Regions from separate parts of the Mus musculus genome. Here region 2 is linked to region 1. A link is a contact called in public Hi-C data. All regions are on one chromosome and are shown on one strand. The core of a region is the stretch at or near the end of the contact, and the rest is flanking DNA. Distances in the headings are between cores, read along the strand shown. Region 1 has its middle 16 kb from the start of 4930413E15Rik. Region 2 has its middle 47 kb from the start of Gm7538.

Region 1 (3,640 bases), core at 606-3,105:
GAAGAATGATAGGCTCTATCACGCCACCACTCATGGTGACTAGATCTCTGGGTAAACTGTGGGGTATTTTGTTTGTTTTGTTTTGTTTTTTTATTTCCAAACATTAAGATGCTTTATCCACTATGCTAAAACATACTACATTCTATACTAGTCTTTCTATAGAAGATACTGTAATTCTTTTTTATTAGTATAGGGGTTGGGGAGATCAACTGGTTGGTAAGGTAACCTGCCTGGAAAGTGTGGAGGTCTGAGTTTAATCTCCAGAACCACAAAAGAGCTTGGAACCGCAACCCTGGGGAGGACCAGAGAGGAGATCTCTGAGGCTCCATGGCCAGTCAGCCTAGCCTACTTGGTGAGATAAACTCCGTGAGAAAAGTCCTCAAAGGAAGTGGACAGTGCTCTCGAGGGTGACACACAAGGTTGACCAGTGACTTCCAAGGCCTGAGCTCACACATGCCTACGAAAGTATCCTAAAAGAAATGATTAGGCATTCGTTGCTAGGAATTTCAGGATGAACATAATTTAGAGACGTGAGGTTCTGTATATTTGAAACACTGTGATCAGCTCTTCTGGATTTTGTGGCAGCCAGAGGCCCGCCATGCTCTACAGGACACTTTGACCAACAGTGGACCATGAATATGATACCTTTTTTTTTTTTTTTTTAAAGAAGTCAACTCTTGGATTTATGGACCAGGATGAATTTGCCCAACTATCCAGTTCTCAGAATCTCTTCCGGTCAGGAAGTGAATGTTTGACTATTTTTAGCTTTCTCAAAAGTACAGATTTGTAATTTCTTCCCCTTCCAAGGATTCACTGGCTCGTCAAATTTTATATTTGCAAGCATCCTTTCTTTGGAAAGGATCGCCAAATTCCTAGAGCATCAGCTCCCCATGGGTCCTGGATCCACCCCTTCCTGGAGCTGTGTTCAGATAAGCAGAGAAAATGTCCTACAAGCCTGTGGGACCGGAAGGCATAAGAGCTGCAACCCACAAATGAAGTCGTGGATTAGTTTCTTTTGTTGTTTCTCCGCATTGTTATGTCTAGCAAGTGGCAACAAAGCAGGGAGGAATTGACTTGAACTCACAGTTAACAAGGGATACAGACCACCCTGGTGGGGATGCTCACAACTGCATGAGGCCGTTCAGAAAGATCTAGAAGCCTGGTGTGCATGGAGAAAGAAGAGGAAGTGTGCAGAGCCAACACCTCTCTGGATTATGGAAAGGTGGATAACATGGCTTGAATCTCTGGAGCAGGGACGATTCAGTGTTTTTACCCTCAGCCATCAACAGGTGAGGAACGATGGCAGTGGCTGATGACCAGGACAAAGACATGATGTTGATTTAAAACAAAGCCAATAGGATTTCCCAAACAACCTTACACAGAGAGCCTGATGACCCAGGTTCAAATCCTGCCCCTTCTATTTACTGTGTGGCATAAAGGACTCATTGTCTCTCTCTGCCTCAGTTTCCTTGTCTGGGAAATGGGGATAATCATGGTAGGTAGAAGTCGAAGACTGAGGGAATTAGTGGTGGAGGGTGACACAAGACTTGACTCATGATGGATAATCAATAGATTCTCCCTCCTTCCCTGTGAGCTCCTTTAGTCCTTGTTCAAAAGGGCCAGACATGGCTGGTCCCCGGGCCAGACTTTAGGAAAACTCGTAATTGCAGATTACAAAACGTTTCCAGAGCTGAGGGTGCTGACATCTGGGCTTTGCAAGCAAGAGAGGACGCACTTGGTCTTCTAAATTCACTGGGAGGAGTGTGCAGCTGGGAGCCCTTGTGTGGGGCTCACTAAGAGATTGGCCATTAATCACACACAATTACTCTGACCCCGAGGGAGCTGCGCCTCTCCTCTCCCACAGACGGACTTCCTTCCCCAGTGGGACAGACTTTCATGAACGCTCATGGAACACAGAGCGGCTGCACCGAAGGAGCTGAAGGTCAGGTCTGCTGATTCTCAGCCTCAGAGGCATCCTTTTTCCAGATCCAAATGCTCTTCCGGGGAAAACTCAGACAAGAGTCTGAGCCTGCCTGGGCTATGGTTCTGTGGTAGAAAGCTGGCCTAGCATGCGTGAGACCTGGGGTTCCATCTCTAGGACAAACAAGCAAAAATGTTAAGGGCTGAAGTTGGTAAAATGTTTTGCTACACAGACATGAGGTCCTGAATTTGTCCAATCAACACGCATGTAAAAAAAGAAAAAAAGAAAAAAAAAAGGAAAGGAAGCAGGCATAGTGGTGCAAGTTTATAACCATCTTGAAGATCTCCAAGTCTCACCAGTCACTCAGACTAAACTAGTCGATAAGCCTTGGGGAAATAAGAGACCCTGTCACAAAAGTCAAGATGGCCTCCTCCTGAGGAATAGCACTTGAGGTTGACCTCTGGTCTGCACACACTCATGAATGCACACCTGAACATTCCTATACCAATGCATACAGAGAGAGAGAGAGAGAGAGAGAGAGATGGGATGGATGAATGGCATACAGTTTAGGCTTTCTACCAGTTAAGAGTTGCATGTGTAACCATGCCCTGCGTCTTCTGGCATTACTCCAGAATGTTTTGTGTTTGTCCATCTCTCCAGGTTCCTGTGCAGATGAGGATGTCATCTTGACTAGCCATATACCACAGAGGGGCCCCGAAGGAAGGCTCAGAGGGCTCAGGTCCTTGTGTTTCCTTAGGCTCCAGGTTGTAGACCTACGGTTGATATAGAGCCTGGACCAAGACCTGACCTTGCTCACAGGACTGTCCCATCCTGTCCAGGAGCAGAAGCCACAGGCTCTGTTCAGGATGAGATTTTCATCCTATTCTCTCTTCCCCAGGGAGTCTTGACTGTTCTTCCCCTCCCACTTCTTCCCCCCCCCTCTTCTCCCCTCCCTTTTCCCCCTTCCTTCCCCCTCCCATCCCCTTCCCCTTTCCCCTCCCTCCCTCCCTTCCCTTTCTTCCCTCCCTCCCTCCTTCCCCTCTCCTCCCTTTCCCTTTCTCTCCCTCCCCTCCTCTCCCCCTTCCCTCCCCTCCCTTCCATTCCCTTCCCACTCCCTCCCCTCCCCTTCTTTCCCTTTATTCTCTCTACCTCTCTTTCCCTCCTTCTCTTTCTCTCCCCTCCCTCTCTCTACCCAATCTCCTCTCCCCATTCTGCACTTCCCCCCTCCTTCCTATATTTTCCTTCTCTTTCTCCTTCCACAGATTTTTAGTGAACTTCTCTCCTGAGCCAGACATTGCTCTAGGCTCTGGTAACACAAGGTTATGTCCCCACAGTGTGACCTCTGCTGTGACAGAGGTGTATGGTGCCCCTCCTGTTCCCTCTGTTGTGAGAAGTTAAAAGACCTGGTCAATCAAGACTGATATGTTCAATTCTTAGTTTTGTTTTTGTGTATGTGTGTGTGTTTTGTTTGTTTGTTTTTAACAAAACCAAGCATTTCCCTCTGTTGACATCGGCAACATAGGTTATATCGGGAAGCCCCACCATTGCTGAGTTTAACTTCTACTTGCATTTTGCTGAATTTATCCAGTCTCTCTCTTCTGCAGATATCGTTCTTAAATTTCACAGTATTAAGCTCATATCACATTTATATTTATTCATCTTTTTTTAAAATAGCAGACACATCTGCCCATCAAATAGGAGGGCAGCTGTCATTCATCC
Region 2 (3,640 bases), core at 737-3,236, 280 kb after region 1:
CACCATACCCAGAGCCACACCTCTGTTTGACTGATATGAAATATTCAGAGGTGACTAATACTGACAATGTACTTGCTTTTGTGTGTGGAACTCATGCATTTTAATTAAAAAACAAAAACAGCTAGAAAGCACATATGGGGCAGATACTTCCTAGTGGGAGATTTACTCCCCCATGTTTGTGGACAGTATATATATTGCACAGATGTTAGTTATAATTATGGCTTACTTCTCTTCTGTTGTCATAGTTATGATGCTGTGTATAACATATATAATATAGGCCTGCTGAATCTCTGTTTTCTAGTTTTTATTTGCATGGGTAACATATACAGATTATATACATATATACATATATACATATATACATATATACATACATACATACATACATACATATATACATATATACATATATACATATATACATACATACATATATACATACATATATACATACATACATATATACATACATACATATATACATATATACATACATACATATATACATACATACATACATACATACATATATACATACATACATATATACATATATACATACATACATACATACATATATACATATATACATATATACATATATACATATATACATACATACATATATACATACATACATACATACATACATACATATATACATACATACATATATACATATATACATACATACATACATACATACATACATATATACATATATACATATATACATATATACATATATACATATATACATATATACATATATACATATATACATATATACATATATACATATATACATATATACATATATACATATATACATATATACATATATACATATATACATATATACATATATACATATATACATATATACATATATACATATATACATATATACATATATACATATATACATATATACATATATACATATATACATATATACATATATACATATATACATATATACATATATACATATATACATATATACATATATACATATATACATATATACATATATACATATATACATATATACATATATACATATATACATATATACATATATACATATATACATATATACATATATACATATATACATATGTTTCTTGTTTTTTTTCCCCCTTTTGGACACAGAGTCTCGCTACATAGCCCAGGCTAATCTTCCAATGCCTGATCCTCCTGCCTTAGCCTCCTGAGTGTTGAACTCACAGGCCTTTACTATCTTACCTGTCTTTTTTCTGGATTTACACAATGACCCACAAATTGGTTGGGCCAAATTAAAAGGTATTCCTCATAACACAGTGAAAAGACGCATAAGCATCTGGGTCACTGTGAAAATACAGGCGGGTCACCCGTGCACCCTCTGAGACAGCTAGCTGCGCATAGGAGATCGAAAAATCCACATGTCACACGAATCCACATTGACACATAACCACACCACTGGAGAGTGTGACACCCACCTGCATGTTAACCCAGCCATGTACATACCTAAGGCTCCTGAGCCACTCCACTTAAAGCCCCTGTGTCCTGATCCTAAGGACAGGGTCTCTCACCGCTATGGCACTTGGCTGGTGTGTTTCTTGGAGTGTCGGGACCTAGCCTGCCACCCGCCTCTGTGCAGAGACTGGATGTGGCAGGAACTTGGTAGTAATTTGCAGAGAAAAACCCAGCTCCCTGGGGAATATGCAGCCCCCGATTGGTCCGCTGGGCACCGCCCTGCCTTACGGTGGCAGAGTAGTCAGGGATTCGGTCCGCCAGCTATGAGGACTCTCTGGGACCAGGCTGGGCACCCTCCAGCTCGCACATGCCCTGAGGGCTAAGCTTAGGACAGCCTGTTTGTTCCTCTTCTGCCCTCCAAGTGGACTGGGAGACCGGGAGGGGGAGGGGGGCAGGACGGGGGACCAGCTCACTGGGACTTCCTATTTGCTAAAAGCTGCTGGTTCCCACAAATCCCAAAATAGAGTCCCTGGCAGAGATGTGGACTCTGAAACACAGAGACAGCTGCGAAGAAAAAGTGGGAGGGAGTGGGTAGGAGGGCCAGCAGCTTCTGCCTGGAGCTTCAGAGGGATTTCTGGGGCCTGCGGACACGGAGGGGAGTTCTCCATACTGTTATCCCCTTGTTTCCACCAGCACCCCGATTTAACCTCATCCGATAATGTTCTAGAGTGCTCCACAGAGAGGCTCGGTGTTTCTTCCCACTCACCGGAAGTTCTTCTCGGAGTTCAGTTGAAAGTCTACATGATGAAAAAAAAAAAAAAAAGAAAGTCTACATGAGGCAGCGATTTCCGTCCAAGGTCACACAGTCTCTTGATCGACTAGGACATAAATTCACCCTCGTTTTTAATCTAAGCAGATCCACAACCTTTTTAACGTATGATTTCTACCTAGCTTCCCTGGTTTGAGCGCTATGGTGAGCAGAGGGACCAACTAGATGCTGCCCACCCAGACTTGAAAGAGGCATCACCCACATGGCAGAGGGGAGCTCTGAAATGACAGGTTCCTAGAGAGGAGAGTTATTTTTCTTGGTGTCATGATTAAGACAAACAAACACACATGGCCAAGGACGAGCTAGTTGGCTCAGTAGATAAAGAGGCTTGTGATCAAGCCGGATGAACTAAGTTCAATTCCCAGGACCTACTTGATTACTTGATAAAAAGTGAGAACTGACTGTCCTATGTTGTCTTCTGACTTCTGTTCTTGAACCTTGGCCAGAGCACATACACGCACCATACACATAGACATATCACACACATATACCATATACACACACACACATACCACACACTCACATACACACACACAGATACACCTCATACCATAAATATACCACACATACAATACACAAATACATACACACACATAGACATACCAAACACACCACATACACATATGCACACCACACACATAGACACACCACACACCACACATACACCACATATATACCATACATACATACATACATACATACATACATACATACATACATACATACACCATATCGCGCCCCCCCCCACAGAGCACAAAAACATAATTTTTAAATCCTGGCTTAGATTTGTCACCCAGGGTGGACAGGTAGCACTTGGGTCTCAGTAGGACAGCAAGTTATAGGCAAAAAAAGGAGGTGTGAGGGAGACAGCTCCATCAGAAAACACTTGCATTACAAGCACTGCCACCCGAGTTCAGCCCACAGAGTTCATGTAAAAACAAAATCAGGCACAGTCACACAGGCTTGTAATCCCAGCATCAGGGAGGTGGAGACGGGTAGATTCCTGGCCAGCCAATCTCTACTTATTGGTGAGTTCCAGGTCAGTGGGAGACCCTAACCCCCACCTCCAATAAAATCAAGGTGGATGACTTCTGAGGAATGATATCTGAAGCTGCTCTCTTGTCTCTACATGGAGGAGACACAGGAGACATGTAAACACACACACACACACACACACACAAAGTAAACTAGAGATAGAGTCAGCCCTGATTGTGGCTGTCACCGTGAAGACTAGATGGCTCAGAAAACAAAATAAAACAAAGCAAGCAAGCAAACAAACAAACAAACAACAACGGACACAGGTAGTGGAGCCAGAGCAGTGCACGGAGTCCAAAGCTCAGAGTGAAGGTTTTC

The links. Hi-C and Micro-C count contacts between places; a contact is called where the count stands out from the background.
Region 2: a contact with region 1 is called in a Hi-C map of uterus, with 3 times the contacts expected there. The contact joins two enhancer-like sites. A contact is called at or near these places in 1 of 484 Hi-C or Micro-C datasets (uterus), 1 of 115 datasets of contacts at active chromatin or transcription factors (embryonic stem cells) and 1 of 9 other capture datasets (embryonic stem cells).

What each region holds. Positions count from the first base shown.
Region 1 is chr5:118,966,101-118,969,740 of GRCm38.p6, forward strand. No RefSeq gene overlaps it. Among named protein-coding and RNA genes, the nearest start is that of 4930413E15Rik, 16 kb to the left of the region's middle. Within about 2 kb of position 1,856, at least 8 of the 459 cell types and tissues checked have an H3K27ac peak or open chromatin away from gene starts, as enhancers often do. A contact at or near this core is called in uterus, where this site is marked.
Region 2 is chr5:119,245,130-119,248,769 of GRCm38.p6, forward strand. No RefSeq gene overlaps it. Among named protein-coding and RNA genes, the nearest start is that of Gm7538, 47 kb to the left of the region's middle. Within about 2 kb of position 1,987, at least 26 of the 459 cell types and tissues checked have an H3K27ac peak or open chromatin away from gene starts, as enhancers often do. A contact at or near this core is called in uterus, where this site is marked.